Regions from separate parts of the Mus musculus genome. Here region 1 is linked to region 2. Evidence: chromatin contacts called from public HiChIP or PLAC-seq data. All regions are on one chromosome and are shown on one strand. The core of a region is the stretch at or near the end of the contact, and the rest is flanking DNA. Distances in the headings are between cores, read along the strand shown. Region 1 overlaps Gm31751 (a long non-coding RNA gene). Region 2 has its middle 24 kb from the start of Mmp3.

What was found. HiChIP or PLAC-seq counts read pairs in DNA pulled down with a chosen protein or histone mark.
Region 1: a contact with region 2 is called in a RAD21 HiChIP or PLAC-seq map of pro-B cells, with 5 times the contacts expected there. The contact joins two enhancer-like sites. A contact is called at or near these places in 2 of 15 datasets of contacts at CTCF or cohesin (large pre-B cells and pro-B cells) and 1 of 115 datasets of contacts at active chromatin or transcription factors (large pre-B cells).

What each region holds. Positions count from the first base shown.
Region 1 is chr9:7,592,028-7,597,704 of GRCm38.p6, forward strand. All of the region lies in intron 2 of Gm31751 (a long non-coding RNA gene), which reads right to left. Among named protein-coding and RNA genes, the nearest start is that of Mmp27, 23 kb to the left of the region's middle. Within about 2 kb of position 3,429, at least 123 of the 459 cell types and tissues checked have an H3K27ac peak or open chromatin away from gene starts, as enhancers often do. A contact at or near this core is called in pro-B cells, where this site is marked.
Region 2 is chr9:7,418,439-7,424,580 of GRCm38.p6, forward strand. No RefSeq gene overlaps it. Among named protein-coding and RNA genes, the nearest start is that of Mmp3, 24 kb to the right of the region's middle. Within about 2 kb of position 4,348, at least 1 of the 459 cell types and tissues checked has an H3K27ac peak or open chromatin away from gene starts, as enhancers often do. A contact at or near this core is called in pro-B cells, where this site is marked.

The sequences.
Region 1 (5,677 bases), core at 2,179-4,678, 170 kb after region 2:
CATCCCCCAAAGGGGTAGATGGCAAGAAATAATTAAATGTGGAGCTAAAATCAATCAATAAAATAGAAACAAACAAACAAAATACAATAAAAAGAATCAATGAAACAAAGAACTGGTTCTTTGAGAAAACCAGTAAGATTGACAAACCCTTAGCCAAATTAACTAAAAAGTGGAGATAGAACATCCAAATTAACAAATTAGAAATAAAAAGGGGAACATACCGACACCAAGGAAACCCATAGATCATAAGGACATGCTTTGAAAATCAGTACACAACCAAATAGGAAAACTAAAATAAATGGATAAATTTCTTGATCTATTCCACCTACCAAATTTAAACCAAGATAAGATAAGCAATTTAAACAGACAAATAATCCTTAGTATAATAGAAGCAATAATTAAATGTCTACAAACCAAAACAAAAAACAAAAACAAAAACAAAACAAACAAACAAACAAAAAACAGATAGATTCAGCCCAGAATTCTACCAAAAAAGAGAAGAATGTAAAACTGATACTTCTTAGATGATTCTGCAAACTAGAAACAGGAAAACATTACCTAATTCTTTTTAAGGGGCCACAATTACTCTGATCCCGAAACCAAAATAAACTCAATAGCATATATTTGGAGGATTTTTTTTTCTGTCATATTGCTTTTTGGGGCTTGCTTTTCTTTTAACTTTTCAGGTCTTTTGCTTAATATTGTGGTTTCCAATTTTTAATTTTTGTAGGATTTTTGTTAGTTCAAAGATATGTGTTTCTGACTCTATGTGTTTCTTGTGCTTTTTTTCAAGCTTATTTTATTAGCATGTTTGCTTGTTTGTTTAGTCCTATTCTGGTTTGTTTGTTTTTATTTTATCTTATTTTATTATTTTTAGATACCTGAATTTTTTCTAATATGAGTGAGAGAGAGGATTTGGAAGTGCAAAAGTCGGGGAAGAGGGTCTGGAGGAGTTTGGTGAAGGGAAACCATAATAAGAATATACTGTGTGAAAAACTATATTCTCAGAGAATGAATTTTAAGTATAAATAAAAAATAGACTTGGGGCTGGAGAAGCTAAGTGCCTAGGAGCATCTGCCGCTCTGCCAGCTCTCCCATTGGCTGAGGAGCTACCTTCCTTGAATTCCCCAGCTCTGCGTCTCTACCTAGATTTGGGGTCTGGGGGATCAAACTCACAGCAAGTACTTTACTAACTGCTCTCCCCAGGCATGTAGTTATTGCTTTAAAAGCAAGATATGGTGCTTAGAGGACCTATTTTTCTCACTTAAAGCCAAAGATGATGTTAGAATCCAAATCTTGTGTCATCTATTTTCATCTACAGTCTTCTGGAACATGAAGGCTCTCCCAGCCTGTACTGCACTCACCACCTTCCTAGGAATAACAAGAGCCCTCCACTCACCAAGCTACTTTCTACCAAAAAAAAAAAAAAAAAAAAAAAAAAAAAAAAAAAAAAAAAGTGATTTCCTGCTCACTTGCAGCAAAACCTAGCAGGCTCCATTGCAATGAGTTTCCTGGCTTTTTTGCAATGTGTTTCACGGTGTTCTAATTTCATTATTGTTGTGGTTTCTTTTCTCAATGTGTGTAAAGAAAGAGAAGCACACTGCATTTCCCATTAAGCAATTCTGTAACACTACAAAGGACAAGCAGTGATAACTCAGATGATGCTGACTCTGACACCAAGGTCCCCTCATGAAGACATTCCTGCAGAAGGCAATCAACAAAGAGGTTCCGGAGAACCCATGAGCTAGCTGCGGAACTCAGCTCTCCTGCCATGACAAACCATTGTTCCCTTACAGTCAATACAGCTATGCTTGCCCACATTCACAGAGCCTCACAAGACTAAACCCATAGTTAGCTTTCCTTGTAGAAGTAGATGGGGAGGGTCTCTACAACCCAGCCCTAGCTGCACATGACATGGAGTATACAAAACATGGAAAGCTAAGTAGACAGGATCAGGCTCCACTAATACCATTCAAGAGATCTTCTTCACCCATGCTCTGGTAGAATTTCTCAATGATGGGCTTGGGGTCATCCATATGCCTATAAGTAATTCCTCACCCAGGTCCCTATAAGTCTTACTAACTGGTTCATCATGCTGGACATGAATGGAGTTGTTTCTTTACTCCACCAGCTCTCAGCCTGTGAGCGACAGCTGATTTGGGCCCAGCATATCAAATATCTGAATTATGATTCATAACAATGGCAAAATTACAGTTATAAAGTAGCAACAAACTAATTTTATAGTTAGCAGTCACCACATGAGGAACTATATTAAAGGGTCTCCACATTAGGAAGGTTGAGAGCTACTGCTTTAGTCTAACTTTGACTCTGTCTAGGGTGGACAAACATTTCTTCACATCTCAGAAAAAGTAATACAACACTATGGAAGCTTCACGCTCCACTCACGGTAAAGTTGACTGAGAGCAGTGTGCTGCGGGATTTTGAGTAGACCTGAACTATAGGAATATTCAAGTAGATTGTATTTCACTAATTTTTGGCATGTCTGTAATATTGTGTAGTTTTTAACCTTTCAAGAAAAGGAAGAAAACAGACGTGTTCTCCATCCACTCAGTGACAGAGGAGAAAACTAAGCTGCATGTTCACCAATGGCAAGGACGGGGCTCATATTTGCATGCGTTGACTGGGGGGTCATCTTCTTTTGACTACGATTCCTTTCTATACAACAATCTCTGTCTTCAGTTTGTACTTTTGTTGCTGTTGCAGGTTGTTTTAGCCTCCTTTGCATGTGCACGAGCACACACACACAACTTAATGTATGGGATGTGTCTTTGGCTTCTATATAGTCAGTACAGTGTCTGTCCAAGTTAGCTCTGTTGTCAACATGACAAGGTTTAGAGTCATCTGAGCAGAAAGCCTCCATTGAGAATTGGCTTGCAGGCATGTCTGTGAGACACTGCCTTGATTCTTAATTGATGTGGGAGGACCCAGTCCACTGTGGATGGCACCATCCTTAAGAAGGCCATGTATAAGAAAGCTAGCTGAGCTTGTGACTGAGTGAGCTAGAGAGGTAGCCTGCAAGCAGTGTTCCTCCATTGTTTTGCTTCAATCTCCTGCTTTTCTCTGATTCCCTCCATGGTGGACCATGACCTGGAAGTGTAAGCCAAATAAACCCTCCCTCCCCAAGTTGCTTCTGATCAGAGTGTTTATCCCAGCAAGAGAGAGTCCACAACACTGACCAAGACCAAGGAGGCCAGAGGAGTGTATGTAATGAGATGATCACATGTTGGAGCGAAACAAGGAAATAAATCATAGCCTCGCTTGTGCCTTCTGTGCTCCCTGTGTTGGTGCCGATATGCACAAGCCTCTAAGGATTATGAAACCGAAAGCTTGGAGTTGGCACCAGACAGCAGAGCCTGGCTGTGCAGGCTCGGGATGTTTCCTGTGGAAGCTGAAGTCCAGTGCTGCCATCTAGTGATCATGAGCAGAACCAAGACTCTCCCGCCCTGACCTGCAGCTGGTCCATGCCCCACAAGCAGAACCTAGCCTGTGTGCCAACGCCTGTAAGCTGAGGCAAACACAGCTAAACCTGTTGACCCTAGGCTGTGCAGGGGTTGACCTAAGGTGGCCTGGTTCTCTTCTCAATCCACAGTTCAGCTGCTGGTGGCTTTCACCTCACAAAGGTGAACAGGGTGCATCTTTCTCTCCACATTTAAGTGTTTTAAAGCTGAGATTATGAATCACTGATGCAACGAGAATCAACAGAAAGAAATGATCAATTGTTGTACAATTAGGTCAAAATCTTGGGAGGGCAGGGCCTGATAGGTGTGTCTAGCAAGTTCCCAAGCCCCGTGTGCTCCCCGACTCTTTTTCAATAGCCCTCACTTCTGCTCCATTCTGAAATGACTGTTAGTGTAGTGCGTGCATGCGTGTGTGTGTGTGTGTGTGTGTGTGTGTGTGAGAGAGAGAGAGAGAGAGAGAGAGAGAGAGAGAGAGAGAGAGAGAGAGAGTCCAAATTACCTAGAGAGCTTGTTTTAAACAGGCACAGCTATCCCATGGCTAAATTTTCTGATTTAGTCAGTCTTGAATGAATTCCAGAATTTGCATCTCTAATAGGTTTCCAAGTAGAATTATTTGAATCCTGAATTTCCTCTAAAGTTCTCATGCAGTTAAGACTTTCTCCAAAGCTAGATACATCTGTAAGCCCAATACAAAGCTTCTCTCTCCATATGTATGTATGTATGTATGTATGTATGTATGTATGTGTATATATAGAGAAATTATATAATAAATAATTATATTTATTATTTATCTCTCTACATATATATGTATAGGCATATATACTTATGTATATATACATATATATGTGCATATTCTTAAGAGATAGCTTCTAGCAGAAGCAACTTAACATCATTGGGAACATGCCCTTGAAGAGGATATTAGGACCCCAGATTTTCTATCCTCTTCTTCCCCCCTCCCTCACATTTTCTTCCCCAGCTGCCATGATATAAACAGGTTTACAACTGCAGACTCTCTCCTTATTGCATGTCTAAAAGCCACGAACTCCTGCAGCCATGGACTACAACCTCTGGAACTCAAAGCCAGAATATGCCTTACCTCTCTCTTGGTTGAGTTTCTTCCCCCATTGTTATTGCTGCTGCTGCTGCTGCTGCTGCTACTGTTTGGAAACAGAGTCCCCCATGTAGACTTGGCTAGCCCTAAACTTAAAATTTTCCTATCTGTCTTTTGAGTGCTGAGCTTGTAAGCTAGTACCCCGGGTATTTATCGATAAGTTGACATTCTAAAGTATCCATTACAGTGTAGGGCCCTAAGCTATGCATTGTTGGCTTGAAGGTCAGAATTTGCAGACACCATAGTTGGCGCGTTTCCAGCCCATCCATTATGTCCCCTTTGTTCATCTAACTCCATCATGGCTACTGTGGTAAAGCTCTGAGAAGACTGAGAGCAAGGAAATAGGAGGGAGGCCCCCAATCCTTTAACTGTTCTTGGCTCTGACTCTAGGTGGGGAGGCCCCAGTCCTTTGACTGTTCTTAGATCTCATTTCATAAATTTTACTTCAGGATCTAGATGAAGGCATCTAGCTTCCACCCAGGTAGCCGCTCATGCAAGTTCCCTGTTTACGTGCCATATATTTATGAAGTTGAAGCCTGCTTCACAAACAGCACCCGGACCCAACAGACTACAGCACAGTCTTGGCTGGTGGCGAGACTGTGGATCCCGCAGATAAATGAACCCAGAGCAGTGTGAAACATCTTGCCTAAAAAGGTCCATTGGCAACCAAACCCTGAGAGTCTGGATCTGGTTAAAGTTTGTGGACCCTCATTAAACTAATTTGATACATGATTTGGAAAGAGTGTCTATTATGATAGTCCAAGAGCAGTATTGTACCCAGATTGCAAAAACCCCAAAGAGACCATCAGGAACTACAACTCCAATGCAAGAACACGAGAGTCCTTATTCAAGCTCGAGCTTGGGTCACAAACCCAAGCAACAGGTTAGGAAAGTGACCCTCGGGTCTAGGGGTTTAGGATTTATATAGGAAAGGTTTGCAAGCTGGGGCTTTCAAGCCTTGGTGTTACATGATTGGGTAAATGGGTAAAGGAATGTTAACCTTCAAATTGATAGTATCTGCTCAGACCACAAGGAAAGACCACACACCTGAAAAGGGGCATCTTGACCAGGGAAAGACTTGTGTTCT
Region 2 (6,142 bases), core at 3,098-5,597:
CTGGACAGATGTTATACAGACACTAAGAGAACACAAATGCCAGCCTAGGCTACTATACCCAACAAAACTCTCAATTACCATGGATGGAGAAACCAAAGTATTCCATGACAAAATCAAATTCACACAATATCTTTCCATGAATCCAGCCCTTCAAAGAATGATAACAGGACAACACCAATACAAGGACTGAAACCAAGCCCTAGAAAAAGCAAGAAAGTAATCCTTCATCAAACTTAAAGGAAGACAGCCACAAAAACAGAATCCCAACTCTAACAACAAAAATAACAGGAAGCAACAATTAATTTCCTTAATATCTCTGAATATCAATGTACTCAATTCCCCAATAAAAAGACGTAGACTAACAGACTGGCTACACAAACAGGACCCAACATTTTGCTGCTTACAGGAAACCCATCTCAGGGAAAAAGACAGACACTACCTCAAAGTGAAAGGCTGGAAAACAATTTTTCAAGCAAATGGTCCCAAGAAACAACCTGGAGTAGCCATTCTAATATCAAATAAAATCGACTTCAAACCCAAAGTTATCAAAAAAGACAAGAAGGGTCACTTCATACTCATCAAAGTTAAAATCTTCCAAGTTGAACTCGGAATTCTGATTATCTATGCTAGAAATGTAAGGGCAGCTCCATTCATTAAAGAAACTTTAGTAAAGTTCAAAGCACACATTGCACCTCACACAATAATAGTGGGAGACTTTAACACCTCACTATCATCAGTGAACAGATCCTGGAAACAGAAACTAAACAGAGACACTTGAAACTAACAGAAGTTATGTAACAAATGGATTTAACATATATCTACAGAAGATTTTATCCTAAAACAAAATGATATACCTTCTTCTCAGCACCTCATGATACCTTCTCCAAATTGACCATATAATTGGTCACAAAACAGGCCTCAACAGACACAAAATTATTGAAATTGTCCCATGCATCCTATCAGATCACCACGGACTAAGGCTGATCTTCAATAACAACATAAATAATATAAAGCCAACATTCAAGTGGAAAATGAACAAGATTCTACTCAACGATATTTTGGTCAAGGAAGAAATAAAGAAAGAAATTAGAGACTTTTTAATAAAGAAAGAAATTAGAGACTTTTTAGAGTTTAATGAAAATGAAGCCACAACATACCCTAACTTATGGGACACAATGAAAGAATTCCTGAGAGGAAAACTCATAGCTCTTGAGTGCCTTCAAAAAGAAACTAAAAATAGCATACACTAGCAGCTTGATAGCACACCTAAAAGCTCTAGAGCAAAAGTAAACAAATTCACCCAAGAGGAGTAGATGGCAGGAAATAATCAAACTCAGGGGCGAAATCAACCAAGTGGAAACAAAAAGAACTATTCAAAGAATCAACCAAAGGAGGAGCTGGTTCTTTGAGAAAATCAACAAGAAAGATAAACCCTTAGCTAGACTAACTAGAGGGCACAGGGACAGCATCCAAATTAAGAAAATCAGAAATGAAAAGGGAGACATAACAACAGATTCTGAAGAAATCCAAAACACCATCAGATCCTTCTACAAAAGGCTATACTCACCAAAACTGGAAAACCTGGATGAAATGAACAAATTTCTAGACAGATATCAAATACCAAAGTTAAATCAGGATCAGATTAATGACCTAAAAATTCCACCAAAGAACTCCTAAGCCTCATAAACAGCTTCAGTGCAGTAGCTGGATATAAAATGAACTCAAACAAATCAGTGGCCTTTCTCTACACAAATGATAAAGGGACTGAGAAAAAAATTAGGAATCAACACCCTTCACAATAGGCACAAATAATATAAAATACCTTGGTGTGATTCTAACTAAGGAAGTGAATGATCTGTAGGATAAGAACTTCAAGTCTCTGAAGGAAGAAATTAAAGAACATCTCAGAAGATAGAAAGATCTCCCATGCTCATGGATTGGCAGAATCAATATAGTGAAAATGGCTATCTTGCTGAAAGCAATCTACAGATTCAATGTAATCCCCATCAAAATTCCAACTCAATTCTTCAATGAATTAGAAAGGGCAATTTGAAAATTTATCTGGAATAACAAAAAACCTAGGATAGCAAAAAATCTTCTCAATGATAAAAGAATCTCTGGTGGTATCACCATTCCTGACCTAATGCTGTACTGTAGAGCAATTGTGATATAGTGACCGGTATAGTGACTGACAGGTAGATCAGTGGAATAGAATTGAAGACCCAGAAATGATCCCACACACCTATAGTCACTTGATCTTTGACAGGGAGCTAAAACCATCCAGTGGAAAAAAGACAGCATTTTCAACAAATGGTGCTGGCACAACTGGCGGTTATCATGAAGAAGAATGTGAATTGTTCCACTCTTATCTCCTTGTACTAAGGTCAACTCTAAGTGGACCGAGGAACTCCACATAAAACCAGAGACACTGAAACTTATAGAGGAGTAAGAGGGGAAAAGCCTCAAAGATATGGGCACAAGGGAAAGACTCCTGAATAGAACAGCAATGGCTTGAGCTATAAAATCAAGAATTGACAAATGGGACCTCATAAAATTGCAAAGCTTCTGTAAGGCAAAAGACACTGTCAATAAGACAAGAAGGCCATTAACAGATTGGGAAATGATCTTTACCAATCCTAAATCAGATAGGGTACTAATATCCAATATATATAAAGAACTCAAGAAAATGGACTCCAGAAAACCAAATAACCCCATTAAAAAATGGGGCTCAGAGCTAAACAAAGAATTCTCACCTAAGGAATACCGAATGGCTGAGAAGCACCTGAAAAAAATGGTCAATATCCTTAATCATCAGGGAAATCCAAATCAAAACAACCCTGAGATTCTACCTCACACCAGTCAGAATTACTAAGATCAAAAATTCATGTGTCAGCAGATGCTGGCAAGGATATGGAGAAAGAGGAACACTCCTCCATTGCTAGTGGGATTGTAAGCTTGTATAACCACTCTGGAAATCAGTCTGGAGGTTCTTCAGAAAATTTGACATAGTACTACTGGAGGATCCAGTAATACCTCTCCTGGGTATGTATCCAGAAGATGTTTCAACTGATAATAAGAACACATATTCCACTATGTTCACAGCAGCCTTATTTATAATAGGCAGAAGCTGGAAAGAACCCAGATGTCCCTCAACAGAGGAATGGATACAGAAAATGTGGTACATTTACACAATGGAGTACTACTCAGCTATTAAAAACAATGAATTTATGAAATTCCTAGGCAAATGGATGGATCTGGAGGATATCATCCTGAGTGAGGTAACCCAATCTCAAAAGAACTCACATGATATGCGCTCACTGATAAGTGGACATTAGCCCAGAAACTTAGAATACCCAAGATACAATTTGGAAAACACATGAAATTAAAAAAGAACAAAGAGCTAAGTGTGTACACTTTTCCCCTTCTTATAATTAGGAAGAAAACACCCAAGGAGGCAGTTACAGAGACAAAGTTTTGAGCTGAGACGAAAAGATGGACCATCCAGAGACTGCCTCACCCGGGGGCCCATCTCATAATCAGCAACCAAAGGCTGACACTATTGCATATGCCAACAAGATTTTGCTGAAAGAATCCTGATATAGCTGTCTCTTGTGAGGCTTTGCCAGTGCCTGGCAAACACAAAAGTGGATGCTTACAGTCATCTATTGGATGGAACACAGGGCCCCCATGGAGGAGCTAGAGAAAGTACCCAAGGAGCTGAAGGGATCAACATTATGAACTAACCAGTACCCCTAGAGCTCGTGTCTCTAGCTGCATATATAGCAGATGATGGCCTATTTGGCCATCATTGGGAAGAGAGGCCCCTTGGTCTTGCAAACTTTATGTGCTCCAGTACAGGGGAAACACCAGGGCCAAGAAGTGGGAGTGGGAGGGTAGGGGAGCAGGAGGTGGGGAGGGTATAGGGGACTTTTGGGATAGCATTGGAAATGTAAATGAAGTAAATACCTAATAAAAATTGGAAAAAAAAAGAAAATAAATTTTGTGCAGGTAAGCTTAAGCCTGACCACAGAATATCATAATTCTCAGTAGAGAATTTTAAAGCACATTTTATGATAGATGGAAACCTCGCTTCTGCAAAACATAACAAAGTTTAAATATTTATTAGGCAGGTTTAGAACACATACAAGGAAATAAATCATTCATAGTCCTGTTACAATAAGGGATCTTTTAAGATTATTAATTGTGCATTTGTAATTTTTAAAATTCTTATTTGTAAGGATAGGTGAGTGTTTGCATGTATAAATGTCTGTGTACCATGTGAGTGTCTGGTGCCCACAAAAGTCATAAAAGGGTGTTGGATCCCCTGGGACTGAAGTTACAGATGGTTTTGGCTTGCTATATTGATGCTGGGAATTAAACTTAGGTTCCCTGGTAAGTCAGCCAGTGCTCTGATCATTGAACCATCTCTTCAGCCCTGAATTTGCACTTTTATACCTGTATGTTGTTTGCACATCATGTTGGCTATGCAACTTAGGAAATTTAGTTATTAGTCCTCAAAATTCTGAATCTTGCTAGCCTGAGAAGTCTTTATAAACTTATATAACTCAATCAGAATTGAAGGAGATATGATTAATACAGATCTTCTGATGTGTATTTTTCTGTTAGAATTGCACTATATAAGCTGAGTCTTATGTCTGTTTACTACAGAAACACTCAGATATTGCTTTTCAAAACAGAAACTTTTGTAGGAGATTGTTGAACAGCCAAAACCACAAAGAAGCATTTCCCTTGGTTTGAAGAATTGCCCTGTAATATATGTGTGTGTGTGTGTGTGTGTTTGTGTGTGTGTGTGTGTGTGTGTGTGTGTGTGTGTGTGTGTGTGTATAAAATAGAACACCACATGAGTGGTGAGGGGCCTTGGGCATCAAAGGTCAGTTGAAGACAACAGCAAATGTGAATTTATACCAACACTACCCAGTCATTATGTCCTTAGATTCTAAGGAAGTATTACCAGAAAGTTGTTGATTACAGGTGGCACCAGCACATTTGTTCCAAAATCAATGTCTGCTGAACTTGAATTCCATGACAGAAGAAATTCCTGGTTATGTGTGTGCTTTCTGAAATACTCTGCTTCAGGGACATGATGACAAACTAAGTTAAAGAATATTCTTCTAGAATACTCTTCATATATGAATTGGATAGTTGGATGCAGAAAGGATTTTGACCTTGTCCTTATCTCAGCTGTTGACCACCTCAGCCCTCCTCTCTTGGGGAATTCTTTATAACTGGTTCTGCTGTGAATGTGACAGCAGGTCTCTTAGGCAAATAGCTCTTCTGAGAATTCTTTTCTGGTTAAGTAGTATGTGTCTTCTCCACTTAGTTCCCTGACCTCTGACATATGAAGCCTCCTGTTTTTGGTCAGTGGGAGTCTTCAGTTTCTAACAGACTATTAGCTGTGTGACCAGTGTAACCTTCCCCATGTGAGAATTTATTTTAAAAGATTATAGTGGGGGGAGGTGTCTAAGCTCCCTTCTGTTGATGTGACAGACATCAGAACCAAAAACAACTTGTTGAGGAAATTTGGCTAATATGGCCCAGGATCACAGTCCATAACTGAGAGAAATCAGGTTGGGAACTCAAGGTGGGCTCCTGTATGCAGGAGCTGTTGCAGTAGCCATGAAGGAACCCTGTTTCCTAGCTTGCTGTGCCATTTCTTATATGGCTTCTAAGCAATTTGTCCATTGCTGGCATGGTCCACAGTGGGCTAGGCCCTCTACATCAGTCATTAGTCAAGAAGATACCCCCTAAAGACTTTTTCTATAGGCCAACCTGATAGAGGCATTTTGTAAATCAAGGTTCTTTTTTTTTTTTTCTCAAATGACCCTATCTTATGTCAAGTGAACAAACAAACAAAAACATAGGAAGCACCATGGGAGTCATGTCTCTTCAATAACAATGTAACATGACATAAACTTCCAAGAACACAGGAAAATACTGATGGAGTGAAGTAATATGTGGTTCAGGTTAACTGGGTCATGGGTTGATTTCTTGGATTAAGAGGAGACTAAAAGTTGTCCTTTATTCTTGTGAAACAGTTCTTTTGAGAAACTGTCTCAAATACCACAGGCTGGCCTTGAACTTCATATGTAGCCAACAATTATCTTGACATTGATCCTATTGC